6 separate regions of the Mus musculus genome follow, and all the other regions are linked to region 5. The links are chromatin contacts, called in public HiChIP or PLAC-seq and promoter capture Hi-C maps. All regions are on one chromosome and are shown on one strand. Each heading gives the region's core, a stretch centred on a gene start, on an enhancer-like site or on the middle of the called end of the contact. The rest is flanking DNA. Distances are from core to core; before and after follow the strand shown. Region 1 overlaps Depdc1b (DEP domain containing 1B). Region 2 overlaps Pde4d (phosphodiesterase 4D, cAMP specific). Region 3 holds the start of Depdc1b (DEP domain containing 1B). Region 4 overlaps Pde4d (phosphodiesterase 4D, cAMP specific). Region 5 overlaps Pde4d (phosphodiesterase 4D, cAMP specific). Region 6 overlaps Pde4d (phosphodiesterase 4D, cAMP specific).

Region 1 (2,741 bases), core at 38-2,537, 930 kb after region 5:
ACACTCAGCACTCCCGTCCTGCGGTCCCAGCTGCTTTACAGTCCATGCGCCCACGTCATTAAATTAACTACATAGAACACAGGCCTCACCGCTGGTCAAAGCTCTTGCCCCAGCTGCCTTCTCACGAAGCACAGGTCCTCTCTAGGGATGGAGAGACGGCTCAGTGGTTTAGAGCGCGTGTTTCTCCTGAAGAGGGCCCAGCTTCCATTCTCAGCACCTAGGTTTGGCTACCAACCACCTCTAACTCTGGACAAAGGGGATCTGACGCCCTGGTGCACGTACATGCTGGCAGAACACTCATACACAAAAAATAAATATAAAAATATCTATTCCATCGCCATTAATTAAAAACTTCCACCTAATTCGCCCCTCTGACCAGCCATGTTTCTCTCCTACGGCTTTTTTTCTGATTGGTGGGCTTCTGACTGGCAGCCTTGGTCTTACCTCCCATCCTTTACTGTCCAAATCCTACCCTACCCACAGGAGCCCTGCTGAAGTAATCCTCCTTCCCTCTATACAAAGCCCCGAAGGGCTCCCTCTATACTGACCGCGTCACGGATGCAGTTCCTACCTAAGCCAGGCAGATAACATAATCATAAGGGAAATGGCAGAGAGCGTGCCCACTGGGCTGTGTGCCATCAAGAGCCTGGCGAGCTCCTAACCCTCCTGTCTTAATATAGGTCTCGTGCTATGCTGCCCAAGCACCTGGACCTAAGTAATCAGCCTACCTTTCACGTAACTGAACTACAGTTCCCCACCACATCTGGCCGGCAGCAGCTGCAGCATTTTTTAAGACATGGCCACAACTAGTAACATTAGGTGTCACTGAGGAATGGAAGTGCTTGGCTGAAGGAAAGAGATAGGAAGGAGGCTCGTCATTGTATGTATCTTCTGTATTTTGTAAAATCTTAACAACATGGAAGCATAACCCTGCCCCTACCCCCACCCCAAAAAAATAGAAAGCACGGAAAGAGGAAGACATAAAACAGTAACTAAAATTACTATGCCGACCAAGCAAAATAGATGAGTCACTCCACGGACTGCCTGGACAGCAATTCTCATTTATTATTTGCTATGGTTTCCTGTAGGTAATTAATTAAATATGCTTTGGTTCGTCTGTTTATCCTCTCCATTGCAAAGGCAGGAACAGGAAGAATCCGGTTACACTTTCTTTCCTGCCTTAGTATGGGAAGCACGAGACTCAATATTTAGAGTCATTTAAAACAGACCTTAGAGGAGGCCTGGCAGCACACACCTGTAATCCCAGCACTCAGAGGCAGGAGAACTTGGAGTTCAAGACTAGCATTATGCTATGTATACAAGACCAACCTCTCAGAGATTTTACACACACACACACACCACACACACCACACACACACACACACACACACACACACACACAGCATAGCACTGTGCCAAAGAGTCTTAAAGATCTAATTGACTAGGACAGCCATTATGGAAGTTGCTATGAACATCTTTTAAAACCTTAAAACTATAACTACCACATGGCCCAGCTTTGTCACTCCTAGGCACATACCCAAAAGACGCTATATGCTACCACAAGGGATATGCACATCCACACTTATTTCAAAATTATTCACAAGAAGGAGGAAATGGAGACCTGCCTATACGCCCATGGGTGAAAAAGTAGACTGTCTCATACACATGGTGGAATTTACTCAGCTATACACAACAATGAAATCTGGAGCATAACAAAAGGATCAGGAGAGTATTACACTAAATGCAGTGACCCGGGTCACGTGCTCTCGCTTATATGTGGATCCTGATGTTATATGTTTGTATGTACATAAATGAGGGGTGGAGGATAGGTATAGACTATGAATTAGCAGCAGACCATAAGGAGGAGACAGGGTGTCGAAGTGGGCAGGGTAGGCAAAAGGACAGATGTGATGTGAAACTGGAAAGGAGGTCTGGGGTGGGAGGATAAAACAGAAGAAGGAGATCGGAGAAAACAGGCGGAGGAGAAAAAGTTTTTTTTTAAAAAAGTCATAACCTAATGCTTCTATGTTGATAAAAATCAGTTTGTGTACTTCTTTGATTACTATGACTTTGTAGTATAACCTCAGATCAGATATGGCAATACCTCCAGCATTCATTTTGACCCTGATTGGCCCTGGCTACCCAAGCTCTTTAATTTGCACATGAACCCTTAAGGTCGTTTTTTCTCTTTCTTTGAAGAGTGGCACAGAAACTTTAATTCGGGTTGCACTGCATCTTTAAGTGCTTTGGGCACTATGGTCATTTTCACAGCATTGGCTCTACCAACTGATGGGCATGGGCAGTCTCCCATCTAGTGCCTTCTTGAGCATTGAGAAAATTTTCCCTTTGCAATGAAGAGAAGTGAATGCAAGGACTCACAGCTACTAAAGAGAAGAATCAATAGTTGAATTTTTCAGTCCTCAACAGGACGTGCGTCCTCTCCAGTCTCAGGCTCAGGCAACACAGAGGGAGAGGGAGCAGGGAGAATGCAGGAACCATAAGACAAGAAGGGCTGTAAGATGTTACCAGGGCCACTGCAGTCATGGTGGCACAGCATCTACAGCTGCCACTCTGGAGCCTGCACCAGACTGGGCCTGGCTACAGCCGACTGGAGGCCAGGGGGGACCTTGGGGGGCCCTACCACTCCCTGCGAGCTTTCGGTTATGGATGGATACTGGAAGAAGAGTAGTGACAGCCTCACTTTGTAACTGCCAGCCAGCCACGTGAGCACCAATGGACAG
Region 2 (2,896 bases), core at 27-2,526, 640 kb before region 5:
AAATCAGAAGTAGAATTCAGACCTCGGACCTAGCAGAATATGGCTCTATGTATTATATTTCAGTCTTTTTTTTTTTTATGAGAAACAGTAACTCCGGAAAGTTTCAATTTAATGTTTCAAGACACTTAGACATGGGCTTTGCCTTTAAGTGGGTGGTATAGCAACGTGAGGAGCAATTGGTTGCCAAAGATCCAGTTTATATTGAAGTCATGGCTTAGCCATTTTGACTATCAGAAATCAAGTAAGGTCACATACATACGTTCAAAAATGTTCCACATGCTCTCTATGTATTTAAAGAATGAAATTAACCTCCAGCATTTGTACATACTGCTGAGAGAATATTTACATACGGCGGAATAAACAAATTTCGTTTATAAAACCAATGCTGGGTTTGTCGCGTTAGAATTTACTTCTTTCAAACTCCGGGACTGAGACAGTGTGACAAGCTACAGTTTTTCAGGGTCATTATTATGTCTTCAAGTTCAGGCATTTTAAACCCCACTGTTCTAAGACAAGGCCTAACTGACCTTTCTATCCCTCCTCCCCTGGCGAGTGGGAGAATTCAATGTGGAGTTGCCAGCTATCCTACAGGAAATTGAGTCACCCCACCAAACAACACACCTAAATGCCATCGGCAGCTAGCTGGCCAAACACAGCGAACCAGTTTAATAGTGGCCTTTACCAAGAACACAGGTTGCATTCATTAATAGAGTGCCCCCTAGGGGGTCGTATATGCTGTGGCCCTACTTAAAAATATATATGAAAACTTTTCTATTTAACTGTGCGAATCTTGCTTCATTTGAGGGGCTACTGAGAGGAAAATGCCCCACCAAACGCTATTGGCTAAACTCCACGTGGACTGCAAAAGGGCTGTGTCACAGGCAGCTGTGGAGTAACAATAAACATCGGTGGGTTCTGTTATTCTGTGTTCTTCAAGGCACCCTGAGCTGTGCCATACCCAGGCGTCTGCTTCAACTCTCCTGGGTATAAGTAATACTCAATATTTGTGGGCCAGCACTTGGCTTCCGTCATAGTAATGTGCGCAAGGGTTCCCCTGACACATGGCCTGAAATCTTGCCAAGGACTCCAGGAGAGGATGCTGAAGCAGCAGCTTGTCTTTGAAAGGGAAAAGCGCCGTCAGCTAGGAGCCACAGCAGTTGGCCAGAGGCTGTACTCAGCCTCCTTGGGAAATGTTGGACCCATTACTCTTACCCACAACTGACTGAGAGGCAAAAAGATCTGTGCTACAGGACATGAAACTTTGTAAATGCTAGCTAGTTTCTTTGTCAATATTTGTGAGGCTAAAGGTCAGTATAAGTCTGTTGTCATTCCTAGAGAGGCCTACGGCCTACTACTAAAAACCAGATAGAGAGAGAGAGAGAGAGAGAGAGAGAGAGAGAGAGAGAGAGAGAGAGAGAGAGAGAGAGAGAACACAAACTTTGGGTGTCATTTGCAACTCTTCTTAAAAAGTCTTACAGAGCGATCACAGCTGATTCTGATTGCTTTTAAATTGAAACAAATACATCAGACAGCTTCTAAGAGAAAATGCTCGAACATGACTTTTTAATTAATTCCAGTTTCTCCTCAGCCAATCCTCACTTACATGTCCTTTGTTCCTAGTGAGAGAATTGATGGTGTCCGGAGGAGGAGGAGGTAGACTTCTGCCTCCCATGTGAGCTAGTCATTCTTTGGCTCTGCTACAGGGAAAGATCTGTCCAGGTTAGCTCTATTGCATTTTATCTGATGAGAAACACATGAAGGAAGGCCCTAGCTTCTCTCAGCATGTCTATGTAACATGTTGAAGCCTGAGAGCCAAGAGCAAGCTGCCCTCATTTCCTAGGATATTTCTGGAATCAACTTATTGTTTTGAAGTATTTTTAAATCTTATCAAATATATAAACTTTCACCCCTGGCTTCAAAGATATGTTCAAAGTGAAGATGTTGTGTCATTTTAATGAATTTTCTTCCTATTTGCCACTAGCTATGATTTTTTTTTCCTCCTAAAGTTGACAAGTGCTCTAGTAGAATTTTGCAAATGGATTGAGGTCTATTAACTTCTAATCTCATCAATAACTCAACGTTCATGAGACACTATGTGCCATGAACTTTATTAGAGTTTGAAGTGTGTAAGAGTGTGACCCTTATCCAATGCGAGACTAGAGCCCATCGTCGATGACAATTTTAGCACCATACAGTAGAAAAGGAAGGAGGAGAATAGGCTATGGGACAATAAAAGGGGGCATTCAAGTCACACTGGATACAAGTGGGGCAGGGAGACCTTAATCTTGAGAAAAGAAACTGAACATGGCTATTAATGGAGATTGTCAAAAGCACCCAGCACCTTCAGGCTAGTCTATGAGAGCCTTCTAGGAAACAACTGATGGAAGAGCCAGGAGCCTTCTGAAGTGTGAGCAGCATCAGACCATCAGCCAGGCGGCTAAGAAGGGTGAGAGCAACAAGCCACGTGAGCACCAGCTCTTCCCCTCTACTCCATGAGATGTGAGGCAGAAGGAGTTCCAGTCACACGCTCTTGCCTTCATGAGTCTCACCACACCTTCCGTATCTCCGCTGACTCTTCCTATATGTTGCCTATGTGGTTTAGTCAGGTATTTTGTTACAACACGATGTTAAGTAACTAATGCATAGAAGAGAACGGAGGAAGGCAGAAAGGATATTTCTAATCCAAACACCTGAACCTATAGACAGTTGAGGCTCATGGATGGGCACAGAGAAGGAATGGCCACAGAGAGCCTTGCTCAGGGGAAAGGGGCCTGGAAGGAAGTCTGAGAAATCTGACACATCAGTAGACACTGGCTATGCAAATCTCACTGATCAGCAGGTAGGAATGTTGGACTGTCTTCACAGGTCAGAGCTGCTGAATCACTCAGCTCACCGT
Region 3 (2,781 bases), core at 75-2,574, 940 kb after region 5:
GTCAAAACTTGGTTCAACCAACACTGAAGACCAGGGTACCACGTGACACCACCCAGTGCCAGTCAAATCACCAGATAGTGACACATGAATGATTTCCATTGGAAGAACCGCTGACATGAGTCCAGCCCAGACCAATGACCCTATGCAAATATGTGTTGTTTTCAGCCAAATGAAACAAGACCACAGACCCTAAAATCTTAGGGGAAACTTTACATGTGCCATGTGATCTTTTGTGTGAAGATTCATAATCTTTATTTGATTCTCCACGCGTCCCATAAGTCTAATAAAACAAAGGTCTAGCAGCCTGAAACCTAACTTCCCATCTGTAGAAGGTGGCTTGACTCCGCAGAACACAGACTACCTGGCTCTGGAAAGAAAGAAAACTACATCTCTAGCATATGAGTCTAAAACATGAGTTTGGATATTCATCCCCACCTTTTCCAGAGTAGAGAGCAGGTGAGACTTTATTGCAAGGCAATGCAGCTATGAGTCTTCACAGACAAAACTCAAAGTCCTCTAAAACCTTCTGTCTATTCCATTGTCCTAATCCGTTTGAGGGAGAAGTCAGTAAAAGTACTTCCTCCTAGAAATAAGTTTCTGAGTGGCAAAACTTGTTTCCACAAGAAAGACCCTTACCCTGGTGCATCAGCAAAGCTTTTAGATCACCTATCAGAGCTGATCCGCTACTTGAAGTAGGTGCTGACAACTGAAACTCCGGGGGCAGGAACCTTAGAGGGGCAATCCACCTCCGTGCAGTGCACCGTTACAAAGAACACTTGTCAAGTGTCAACAGTGTCACTCAGGAAGGAGTCACGCCCTGCCTGGAGCACCGCAGTCCGCAAGAGCTACCCCCATAGGTGGTCCTATGGCTCCACCCACGGTCGATCTTGCCCTGGAAGCTAGAGTAGGTCCCTAGGACAAAGGGGAACGCGATCGCCTGAGGTTCGGTTCCCCGTTAAGGCTGAAGGCGCCGTCCAAAGCCGAGCATCCAACTACCGGCGGCAGAAGTAGTTCATGCCACCTTGGTAGGGCTGACTCCGGGCCTCGTCTGCCCGCTGTGGGACAGAGTGTGCAGCAGCGACCGGAGCAGGCACACGACCACCAGCACCGGCAACCCCCGAGCGACTGCACACTGCCCGAGTCTTGGCGGTGACAGCGGCGCGGGGTCGGCTCGGCCCCACTCTCACTCACCAGCCTGGTGGCCCGGTACGGCCCGGGTCCCACTACGCGGTGCTCCATTGCCAACGCGCAGCAGTCGCGGGGCAACGCCGGCGGGGACTCCAGACGGAGCTCGCCGCGCCGCAGTTTGAATCACAAGCCCGGAGCTTCGGGGCGCTGATTGGACGTTGCGAGGGCACGTGACAGGAACTGTGTGGTGGGCGGGGCTGTTTGTGTCCTGGATTTCACTACCCGGGGTTGCGCCTCCAGCACCTAGGAGGAAAGAACACTTTCTCCTCGCCAATGGGCGCTCGGATGCTTGCGGACATGACTGATCGCGCCGCGTACCGCCGGCACACAGTGGATGGCGCTGCCCAAAACCTACCGGGACTGTCCCTGCCGCGAGTCCACTCGGAACACCAGCTCTGCAGCCTCGGAGCCCAGTGAGCCAAACCTAGCTGGAACCCGATAGATAATTCCTGTCAGCACCCAGGGCAGAGAATCCGGAGGTTAGCAAAGAGGAAGAAGTGGGTGGTGAAAGGAAGCGAGTTGACTTGACAGCTGTCCAAGGGGAAGGACATTTCTAAAGCAGATAAAGGCAACCTGCCATAAGGAGTGTAGAAAGAGCGATAAGGAGAGGCATGGTCAGCGTCTGCTGTGTTCCCTTGATAAATAAAGTACAGTAATCTTTCTCCTCCTTGAACTTAGGTTTTGTATTTAGGAATCTGACAGAAATTGTCAGTCCTTTGTGGGGTTGATGAATTCGTCTTCTCTGCACTGAATCACCTACACATCTCCTGCCCGTGGGAATTGCTGGTCCAACTTGCAACTGTTGAAAGAGACAAATGACTTCACTTTATACTATATGCCTTTAGCTCGGTGACAATGAATCTATGTCTGGACTCCTCCGTGAAGACTGCTGAACAACTCCACCTTGATCATAGAAGGTGATAGGCAATAGACATATTAGACAGTGATTAATTCAATAGCTAGTGATTAATTCAGACCCTCAAAACTGGTGAAAGTCCTGAGAATAAATAGGGCTGAGCATGGGACACTGGTATGAACACCCGTAAGATGCTGTCTTCCGAACATAATATGGTTGACCTGGCTGTTCATTCATGAATTCACAGCAAGACCTACACACGATGGAGCCTGTCAATCAATATTCTAGCATACCAGGGCAGGAAGGGCGTATGAGCCAGTAGTGAGGAGATTATTGGAAATGAATGGCTGCTGAGAGATGCCATCTATTTTCTTCCAGTAAAGAGCCTAACACCCATGCTCATGTTTGGAACCCTAATTAAACTCAGTGAGTCACTGTCTTAATCAGGGTTTCTATTCCTGCACAAACATCATGACCAAGAAGCAAGTTGGGGAGGAAAAGGTTTATTCAGCTTACACTTCCATACTGCTGTTCATCACCAGGGAAGTCAGGACTGGAACTCAAGCAGGTCAGAAAACAGGAGCTGATGCAGAGGCCATGGAGGGATGTTCTTTACTGGCTTGCTTCCCCTGGCTTGCTCAGCCTGCTCTCTTATAGAACCAAGACTACAAGCCCAGAGATGATCCCACCCACAAGGGACCCCTTGATCACTAATTGAGAGAGTGCCTTACAAATGT
Region 4 (2,700 bases), core at 107-2,606, 520 kb before region 5:
GGGGGCGGGGTTTCTCTGAAGATGGCTCGCTCTGCTGTGATCCTTATGCACTTTGCAGTTCATTGTCTCCTCAGCACCCAAGACGCTCTTACACAGGGATCTCATTTCTTGAAGGAAGCCCCACCATATATTATTTTAAATACATGTGAATATATAATATAGTATATTTTAATAAATAATATATCCTACTCTTTTTATCACGTATATGCATGGGACACAGAGACTAAAAAAGATCTAAATAATTACTAGTATCATTACTATCACACAAAAAAACAAAAAAACCCTACAACTTGGCTCCTTTTCTTTAATAAGGTGAAAGTGCTTAAGCAAATGGCCCACATCCTAAGAGAAACCATTGTTCTCTTAAATACCTTGGGTTGGTTGTGCTAACAACTTGTCAAGTAGACCTTCAGTTTTGCTTTATCCTTCAGAACAATGACAGCTGAAGACCGAGTTTCTTCCCGCTGTGTTTTGACTAACTAGCATTTGGATACTTCACTTTTAATCCTCGGGCTTCCTGACTGACAGAATTCTATTCAGAGTAAACATTCTTTTCTTGATGGGATCAAGAGCATCCAGGTTAAAATAGTTCTAAGTGGAATGGCCAGTGTTTTTTCTGGACCAGAACTCTGTGTACATGGCTTTCTGCCTGTCACTTTTCCTGTCCCCTCTACAGGGACAGAGGGAGTGTGTTGTTTTGATATAAGACCTTAGAGACAAAAGCAAAAGCCATTGTTTTAGGCTGGCTATCCCCCTACCTCTAGAATCACTACTAGATGTTATTCAAATAGCTCTAAATATGAAGGCATTTCCAGTGAGATATTGGCCCAAGACATTTTTGTGATTTTTAAGTCCATAATAGTCTAAAGCTACCTGCTACTCAGAAATTAACATTCTTTCATATTCCCTGTGGTGTCTTGTAAGCATACATTTCTTTAAACTTACTATTCTATCTAGTGTTTGCTTGTTTATGGTTGGGGGTCAGGGTTTAAGGCTTGGGCTCAGAGCAAGGATGAGGAGTTATTCCCAGTTCAGCCACAAAGTAGTGTTTTCTCTCAGCAGCCTTGGTTTTTCTCACATTTCCAATAAAGACATCCAAATAGATTTCCTTTGAGGTTTGTTGCTGCATGAAAATTCTCAATTGAATATGATTACATAAAGAAGATGATAATAGTAAACTTAAGAAGCGTAGTGCAGGTGATATTGAGGATGACAAGGTTCTGAGAGGTGGCTGCACTGCAGTTAACTTTCTTAACCTTGGTTTAAAATGAAAGGAACGTTCAAAAGTACTTTCTGTCCCGTCATCATGACTTGGTCCCCACACTCTCAGAGCTTGGGCATTTTTGCCTCTCTGCTGCCCTCTACTGGCCCCACATCCTCTTTGCTTCTGCTACGAGTAACTGGCTCCGGACCTAGGTTATACGTGATACAGGAAGCATTGAAAATGTGTGGGTGTTACCGCCTGGAACAAAAGCATCCCGAGACGTTCGGAGTGAGAAATGACAGAAGGCCACCGCAATCCTCTGTAACCTCCACTCTCCCGTGCCAAAACAGGGGTTAGGAACAAATGGGAAGCGAGGGGACAGAACTGCCCAACGGAATACTTGGGGAGCCACTTATGACCTGATGACCGGCCTTTACCCTTTCTGTAACTTATCTGCTTGCATTCTTGCAACGGTTCTGAGTGGCAGGTACTCATATCTCTGTTCTCTAGTTAGAAATTAAAGCTGGAGAGAATTGGGGTTCACCCTTGCAGGTTTTATCTGAAAGTGTCCCCACTGGCTTTGCAACAAAACAAAACAAACAAATAGACAAAAACTCCTTTCCACCCCTCCCAGGACGTGATCGTAAGGATAGATGAGCCCCAAGCGATGTGTCATCTTTTCTGGGTATCTCAAATCTCAGACAGTCAAGTATCAAGTCTCAACACCAGGATCATCACTGTTCTTGTTGGTAGCTTTTAGGTTTTTCAAGCGTACTTGTTTTTCTAGATTACTGAGAAAAGAGGCCTTTTCCCTGCCCATGTTCCCACCTCGGTTTGCAAAGCTTGGGAAGTAAATGAGACTTTCGTCAGTGGTGTGTGTGTGTGTGTGTGTGTGTGTGTGTGTGTGTGTGTGTGTGTGTTGTCTACAGTGGTCTGTAACAACGCAGCTGCTCTAAGCAGTTAATGACAGCTAATTAGTTTGCCATTCTAGATAAGCCCCAGGTCACAAACTAGTAAGAGGTACAAATGAGGCCTTCTTCACCATAATTGCCTAATTCCAGCAGATAATGATTTCCTCTCAGTGTTATGTAAAAATTGCAGAGACAACCCAGGGACTGCTTCAGTTCTGTGACCTTGAGTGAATAGACTCTCCCTTGAGTTTGGTTTGGGCACCGGCAAAGTGCTGTGGGGGAGGGGAGGTACACTGACCACGGAGAAACCAAGATTGCTTGTTGGTCACGAATCATTCCACCAGTATCCTACATTGTTTTTTTTTTGGGGGGGGGGGAGATGGTCGCCCTACCTACAAGGTAGATACAAGTACCCTCAAGGCAAAAGCATCAGAGAAGAAAAGAACATTGCCTTCTACTCGCCCCCCCCCCACTATGATTTGCCTATTGTGCACGAAGGGGGTGGGGGAAGCTCCTCTCCAGAGGGCTGCACTGTGTGTCTGAGCAAGGGTCTCGGGTTCCATGGAGTTGCGCTCACTAAGAACT
Region 5 (2,783 bases), core at 188-2,687:
CTAAAGTTAACTAGCCCTGTACCACAGACCTCAGAAGAGGAACCTGCAGACACAAGACTTAAACTGCCTATTCTTAGGCAGAAACTCCGAGGAAGGTGCCCCATGGCTTCAGTTCAATATTTGATATTTTCAAGAGCAAGAAAATATTGAAAGTCCTCCAGAAAAAACAAAACAAAACAAAACAAACAAAACATGGAAGCAAGTGCATAAAATAACCTCACCCATTATAAAGATGATAAAATATTCATGAAGGAAATATAAGTGCAAAACATTCAAAGCATTCAAATTCAAGAAAAACAAGATCAGAGTAACAAGGGGTTGCCCATCACTTCCTGCGGGCTTCCTAATCCCTTTCCTCTTCCCTGAAAAGGCACGATGAAAATTATCAACACAATAAAGCTGGAGGCAGTTTGGGGGGCGGGGGGGAGGGGCTCATCTGTACACACTACTGTGAGCATCTCTGTTTGCACGGAGTATCACTCAGGAGACGCTAAGTGTGAGGAGCCTCCCCTCTGTTCTGGTCCAATTAGGAGAACCTGGTAGGGATATTAGCATAAGAAATCAAAGAAACGCCACTACTTAGGTATGGGAGCAAACCTACATTCCTTTTGGACATCTGGAATCCAATTTTCTTGTAGGAACTTGCAATAGAGACTGAGCTCTTAGAACCACCCACCTCAACCACTCCTATTACCTATCTCTAGGATTCCTGCCCTGACTTGGGCATCGGTGGGACATACTATGGAGGTAGATTACTTCCGATAAATCACAGGAGTGGAATAGAGATCTTCCTCCCCACCCCCAAGGCTGCAGGAGGAGCAAAAATCACTGAACCATACGGTATGGCTAACATTTCAGGGGTCGGTGCAGACCTTACCATGTATGTGCCACTGTGAAGCGGCGCTGTTTGGGGATGTTGCTACTCAGAAGCATCCTGCGCAGGAGCCTGGGGGAATTCCTGGGAGAAATCACCGGGGAGAGCTTGGGAGAAACGGATTTCCTCGCTGTCTTTGACTTTTCGTGCTGCAACAGGTTTTCCCGCAGGGATTTCACAAGATCCTCATTGAGCCATGGGTTTGGAACATGCGGATTATCCACTTCAGGGACTGTAAGGGTGTCCGGGCTTGTCGTCTGCTGAGCCATTTTCCTGGTCAACTTTGTACAGTTGGCCACAATCCAGGGCAACGTGGTTGCCTGGCCTGTTTCCAGTGAGTCCCTTGATCCGGAGTCTGAGGAATGTCCAGGGAAACAGGTCGGATCCAGCTGCTGTTAGTTCATTCCGCCCCTGCCTCAGTCTCTCGGTGCAGGCTGCTGGGTGTAGACCAGGCGAGCACACTCCCCCGCCGAAGCCTGTTCAACGTCACCCTCCTCCCCCAGCCCCAGCCAAAGATCACTTGACGAGCAGAGCTCGGGAGGCTCGGGAACATGGAGGGAAGCCACCGCGCTAGCTCGGCTTTTGTCAGCCTGCAGAGCAGCCTGTTAAACTATCGGAACTAATGCGGCGCAGCTGCTCCAGTGACTCCTGCTTATGTACATAAAAAGTCCTGGGGGGAGGGCTTAACCATCAGACGCCTGCTACTCCTCTGTTTGGCCTGCCTTTCCATTTGCTTATTCCTGAATGTAAAGGAAAGAAAAACTTGGAACTTGACCTTCCTCTCAGGCAGGCAGGGGCTATTTATCTCCCTATGGTCTACATTCATAAAAGAAAATTACTAGTGCTTTAGTTTTTTCTTTTTTTTTCTTTTCTTTTCTTTTCTTTTCTTTTCTTTTCTTTTCTTTTCTTTTCTTTCCTTTCCTTTCCTTTCCTTTCCTTTTCTTTCCTTCCTTCCTTCCTTCCTTCCTTCCTTCCTTCCTTCCTTCCTTCTTCCTTCCTTCCTTCCTTCCTTCCTTTTCTTTCTTAATTCTTTTTTTTCCCCCTTTAATAAGGGAAGAATAAATATCCAGTAGCTAGACAAGAAGGAATGGTTCCCTGCTTCTAAATTCAGTCTGATGTATCCTATGAGACAAATCATAAGCGAATACTCCCCCCTCCAGAGACAAACCAAAGGTTTCAAAACGTTACACAGGAAGGACGTGAACAGAGACTGTTGGCTTTTACAACCTTGTTAATTATGGTTCTTTCAAAGCACCAAGCAACACTATTCAGACCCACAAACTTGTTTGTAATCTCTTTGTAGTTAAACTTGCCTCCTCCTGCAAGGAACTGGTTATTTTCACAGAAATAGTTAAAAAAAAAAAAAAAAGAAAGAAGTAAGGTTTCAATTGTTACATTATGTTATGTTTAATTGATATTCAGCCACGAGAGGGTAAAATAAATCAAGCCTTTCATAATTTCTTTTAAAAGAATATTTCAATTTGTGGAAAATATAGCTTCAATAAACTTATTTAGAGAAGATTTAAAATAAAGAAAAGAAAGTATTTTCTTACCGGAAGGGAGTAAATTAAAATGAAGAAAATGTTAATACAAGGAAGCAAGCAATAAAACCTGATTAACTCTCTGTGTTGTGTGGCTCCTGGAATGGTGGGAAAGAGCAGGAGTCTGGCACAGGGCTATCTCTAGCACCCTGGTGACTTTTGGGGGATCTCAGATTATTTTACACTTGAAAAAACAATACCTCTTTGAGGAGCTACAAAATACCTCCAGCCCCCTCCCCCCAAATGGAGGGTTAAATAATTAGATACAATGTTTGGGAATGGGGGGCTGTGAGGCGGTATGAAACAGTTCTATAGTCTCTGTTAACTGTAAGTGTCCATACTTCTCCCCAGCCTTGTTGCCCCTTAAA
Region 6 (2,917 bases), core at 415-2,914, 560 kb before region 5:
CCAAAATAAAACAAAAACTAAACCAAATGACCCAAGTTCTAGATATATGATATCCTTTGATAACACACAGCCCAAATCCCTCTATGGGTACTTAGCTCTCTCTCTTTCTGCTCTCACAGGAAAGACAGGCTAGATGTACATGTTCCACACGCTGCTCTCTCTATTATGCATGTATAATGTATATTTTGGAGAGAGATGCTGTTTATCGCGTCTTCCTTTTCAAAAGGAACTCAGTCTTTGGATGAGGAGCGAGCTCCCTTCCCGCATGCGTGTGCCTGTTTCTCTGCTGCCAGTGCATCTGACAGGGAACTTTCACATGATGCAATTTATTAAACCCATGCTTTCTGCCAGATTCTGCTTTAGTGCAAATGCCCTTTTGTTTCCGAGGCTCACATTTCCCAGGCTCAGAAGGGATTCTTTCTGGTGTGACTGGGAGATACGGATCTGAAAAGCAGGTCAGCAAAAGATCCCATGGACTTGGGAAGCTGCCAATCAATGCTGTAAAATAAAGCATGTGGCCCGGGGCTGCTGATATCATCAAACCCATGCTATCTCCTTCTCTTAGTGCTAGGGGAGGTGAGGGTGGAGCCTGCCTACAATCGGTAGAGGCAAAGAAAAAGGATTAGGTTAAATGGGAAATTTCTAAGAGTCACATTTCGCCATTTAAAAAAAAAAAAAATGTTTTCAAAGTCTGCCTAACTCCAAGACCTTTTCCAGACTAGGTGGCCTTTGAATTCAGCGTGAGGTGATGTTCTTAGGACTGCCTCTGGAAGCTGACATCACACAGCCTAGCGCGGACCCTTTCCAAACCTTCAACTTTTGTCAGTTTTTTTCAGTCAGACACTCAAAAGCTCTGAATAGTGTGTGTGTGTGTGTGTGTGTCTGTGTGTGTGTGTGTCTGTGTGTGTGTGTGTGTGTCTGTGTGTGTGTGTGTGTCTGTGTGTGTGTGTGTGTGTGTGTGTGTCTGTGTGTGTGTGTCTGTGTGTGTCTGTGTGTGTGTGTGTGTGTGTGTGTGTGTGTGGTGGAAAGTGTGGGGAGGAGAGGTTTACTTTGCAGTAGCTCTTTTGAAGTGTTTAATTCCTCTCTTGTAATCTGTGTGTGGACACACAGTGTAAGCTATCAGTTTGGGTTCAGCAATTCTGTTCTCATTGGCTGATGTTTTCCCCTGTGGCTCGGGGCTTCTGTCCAGCAGCTGGGTGGCAAAGTTTGTTTTATCTGGATTCAGAAATGTTAACAAATTAAAATCATATTCTCTCTCTGTTTTCTCTGTCTCTCTCCCTCCCTCTCTCCCTCTTTCTCTCTCCCTCTTCCTCCCTTAGTCCCTCCTTATCTCTCCTTAATGCTCTCATTTAGGTTGAAGGAGCCCCTGCAGCTGTGTGTGTGTGTGTGTGTGTGTGTGTGTGTGTGTGTGTGTGTGTGTGTGTGCATGCTCAGGGGAGCACTGTGTGTCTGCTTTTCTTCTTCTTTTTGAAAATACAGGAAATGCACAAAAGAAAGACAGTTCGGTTGGAGCCACTGCTTCCCCTCAGCGCCTTTCCCTCCCCGCCCCCACTCCCCAGCACCGGCTTTTAATTTTCAAAAGCACTGCAATTGCTTGGTGTGGTTTCAAGAGCTGGGGTGCCATTCTCCCTGATGATGACTCTGCTGACGTCAATGGCATTCTTATCGTGCCGAGTGCGACATCAGAAACCAGCCCTCAGAGGCTCCTCTTATTCACAGCGTCTGGGCTCTCAGCAAAACGCGGACCGGATTTCAGCAAGGCAAGGCTCCTTCGTTCCAGCAAGCCAGAGTTGTGCTCTGCAAAGCAGCCGCCTTAGTCTGTGGCTTGTCAGTTAGGATCCTGTCCTCTAGTGTCCTCTCCTTCAAGGACCCAAAGGGGACAAGATTGCTGAGTAGAATGTAGACCTCCCTCAGCTTGCAGATCCGTGTTCCGTGCTTCTGATCCCAGGATGGAAGCCAGCCAACCCTGCTCCTGGTCTGTCTTTAGGGTTCACTAAAGCTTTTGATAGAAGATTATTTTCTTATACTGTGTTGCAGGCTCAGTCCTTGAAGTGATCTTGGTTTTTACTCTCTGAATCAGAACCATATTGACTTCATACTGCAGTGAACACCTTTTCCTTCCTTTTCATAAACATTTTGTTTAAGAAATAAGATTGTGGGGATGAAGAAAATAACCATAGCTCAGTATAAAACGGTATCACTGTGAACTGAACATTTTACTGTCAGTGTAACTGTTGGAGAAATCTCACTGACGTGCTCAACTTTCAAGGGACGCACTAGGTTCTAAGTTCAAGTTCGTTATTCATTTCCTCCCCGGGAGCTGCGGACTGCTATTATGCTGCTAAAGAAACAGCCTCTGTTTGCAGTCAAGTTTATTAGGGTTCAACTCTACCTTCAGATTTCAGATTTGGCTATAGCTCAACTGGAAGGCTGTAAAGACCCAAGGACACTTAGCATGGCAGGATGGTGAACACCTAATCTAAGCAGGCATTGCCTGTCTGACATCAATACAGATGAATCAAATGTTGGTACAATCACTTCTCTAAGATTGCCAAACTGCCTATAACCAACTTAGTAGGAGCAACTGTTCAGAAGAAACTCTGTTTAACACCTCAAGGTAGAGCTATTAGTTCTGTGTAGAAATATTTAGAATCCTGACACTGAAGGATGCCAGCCTGTACTTCACTCAACCCTTCTGCATTCATATGAGGTACTGAAGCCCAAAGACGGTTGTATGGTGTATTCAAGATCACACAGTCATTACCCCCACAAGACTGATAAAAAACTAATGCTCACACTGTCATGGTATTCCAGTGCTGATCTTTTAAAATAAAATAAATGTTATTTTTAAGCTTGTTTTCTTTCTTTCCTTCTGTATTTCGTGTGTGTGTGTGTTGTGTGTGTGTGATGAAGGTGG

Evidence for each region. HiChIP or PLAC-seq counts read pairs in DNA pulled down with a chosen protein or histone mark. Capture Hi-C pulls out chosen DNA fragments and counts their contacts.
Region 1: a contact with region 5 is called in an H3K4me3 HiChIP or PLAC-seq map of bone marrow-derived macrophages, with 4 times the contacts expected there. The contact joins two enhancer-like sites. A contact is called at or near these places in 5 of 115 datasets of contacts at active chromatin or transcription factors (bone marrow-derived macrophages, embryonic limb bud, embryonic stem cells and 2 more) and 1 of 9 other capture datasets (adipose tissue).
Region 2: a FOXA1 HiChIP or PLAC-seq map of pancreatic cancer cells shows a contact between it and region 5. The contact joins two enhancer-like sites. A contact is called at or near these places in 1 of 39 promoter capture datasets (cranial neural crest) and 5 of 115 datasets of contacts at active chromatin or transcription factors (embryonic basal ganglia, embryonic forebrain, embryonic stem cells and 1 more).
Region 3: an H3K4me3 HiChIP or PLAC-seq map of embryonic stem cells shows a contact between it and region 5, with 11 read pairs. The contact joins the promoter of Depdc1b here to the enhancer-like site in region 5. A contact is called at or near these places in 1 of 39 promoter capture datasets (liver), 9 of 115 datasets of contacts at active chromatin or transcription factors (bone marrow-derived macrophages, embryonic stem cells, forebrain and 4 more) and 1 of 9 other capture datasets (adipose tissue).
Region 4: a contact with region 5 is called in an H3K27ac HiChIP or PLAC-seq map of embryonic stem cells, with 2.6 times the contacts expected there. The contact joins two enhancer-like sites. A contact is called at or near these places in 3 of 484 Hi-C or Micro-C datasets (embryonic stem cells and nephron progenitors) and 7 of 115 datasets of contacts at active chromatin or transcription factors (the NIH/3T3 cell line, embryonic basal ganglia and embryonic stem cells).
Region 6: a promoter capture Hi-C map of liver shows a contact between it and region 5. The contact joins two enhancer-like sites. A contact is called at or near these places in 1 of 115 datasets of contacts at active chromatin or transcription factors (stem cell-derived neural progenitor cells) and 1 of 9 other capture datasets (liver).

What each region holds. Positions count from the first base shown.
Region 1 is chr13:108,333,702-108,336,442 of GRCm38.p6, reverse strand. All of the region lies in intron 2 of Depdc1b (DEP domain containing 1B), which reads right to left. Among named protein-coding and RNA genes, the nearest start is that of Depdc1b, 19 kb to the right of the region's middle. Within about 2 kb of position 1,287, at least 43 of the 459 cell types and tissues checked have an H3K27ac peak or open chromatin away from gene starts, as enhancers often do. A contact at or near this core is called in bone marrow-derived macrophages, where this site is marked.
Region 2 is chr13:109,898,026-109,900,921 of GRCm38.p6, reverse strand. All of the region lies in intron 7 of Pde4d (phosphodiesterase 4D, cAMP specific), which reads right to left. Among named protein-coding and RNA genes, the nearest start is that of Mir1904, 4.3 kb to the left of the region's middle. Within about 2 kb of position 1,276, at least 22 of the 459 cell types and tissues checked have an H3K27ac peak or open chromatin away from gene starts, as enhancers often do. A contact at or near this core is called in pancreatic cancer cells, where this site is marked.
Region 3 is chr13:108,314,880-108,317,660 of GRCm38.p6, reverse strand. It overlaps Depdc1b (DEP domain containing 1B), which reads right to left and starts at 1,324. Exons shown (of 11, transcript NM_178683.4): 1 at 1,192-1,324. The coding sequence starts at 1,239.
Region 4 is chr13:109,774,952-109,777,651 of GRCm38.p6, reverse strand. All of the region lies in intron 7 of Pde4d (phosphodiesterase 4D, cAMP specific), which reads right to left. Among named protein-coding and RNA genes, the nearest start is that of Mir1904, 130 kb to the left of the region's middle. Within about 2 kb of position 1,356, at least 125 of the 459 cell types and tissues checked have an H3K27ac peak or open chromatin away from gene starts, as enhancers often do. A contact at or near this core is called in the NIH/3T3 cell line, embryonic basal ganglia and embryonic stem cells, where this site is marked.
Region 5 is chr13:109,259,040-109,261,822 of GRCm38.p6, reverse strand. The region is part of intron 3 of Pde4d (phosphodiesterase 4D, cAMP specific); the gene reads right to left. Among named protein-coding and RNA genes, the nearest start is that of Mir582, 64 kb to the left of the region's middle. Within about 2 kb of position 1,437, at least 274 of the 459 cell types and tissues checked have an H3K27ac peak or open chromatin away from gene starts, as enhancers often do. A contact at or near this core is called in the NIH/3T3 cell line, adipose tissue, bone marrow-derived macrophages and 7 more, where this site is marked.
Region 6 is chr13:109,821,333-109,824,249 of GRCm38.p6, reverse strand. The region is part of intron 7 of Pde4d (phosphodiesterase 4D, cAMP specific); the gene reads right to left. Among named protein-coding and RNA genes, the nearest start is that of Mir1904, 81 kb to the left of the region's middle. Within about 2 kb of position 1,664, at least 402 of the 459 cell types and tissues checked have an H3K27ac peak or open chromatin away from gene starts, as enhancers often do. A contact at or near this core is called in liver and stem cell-derived neural progenitor cells, where this site is marked.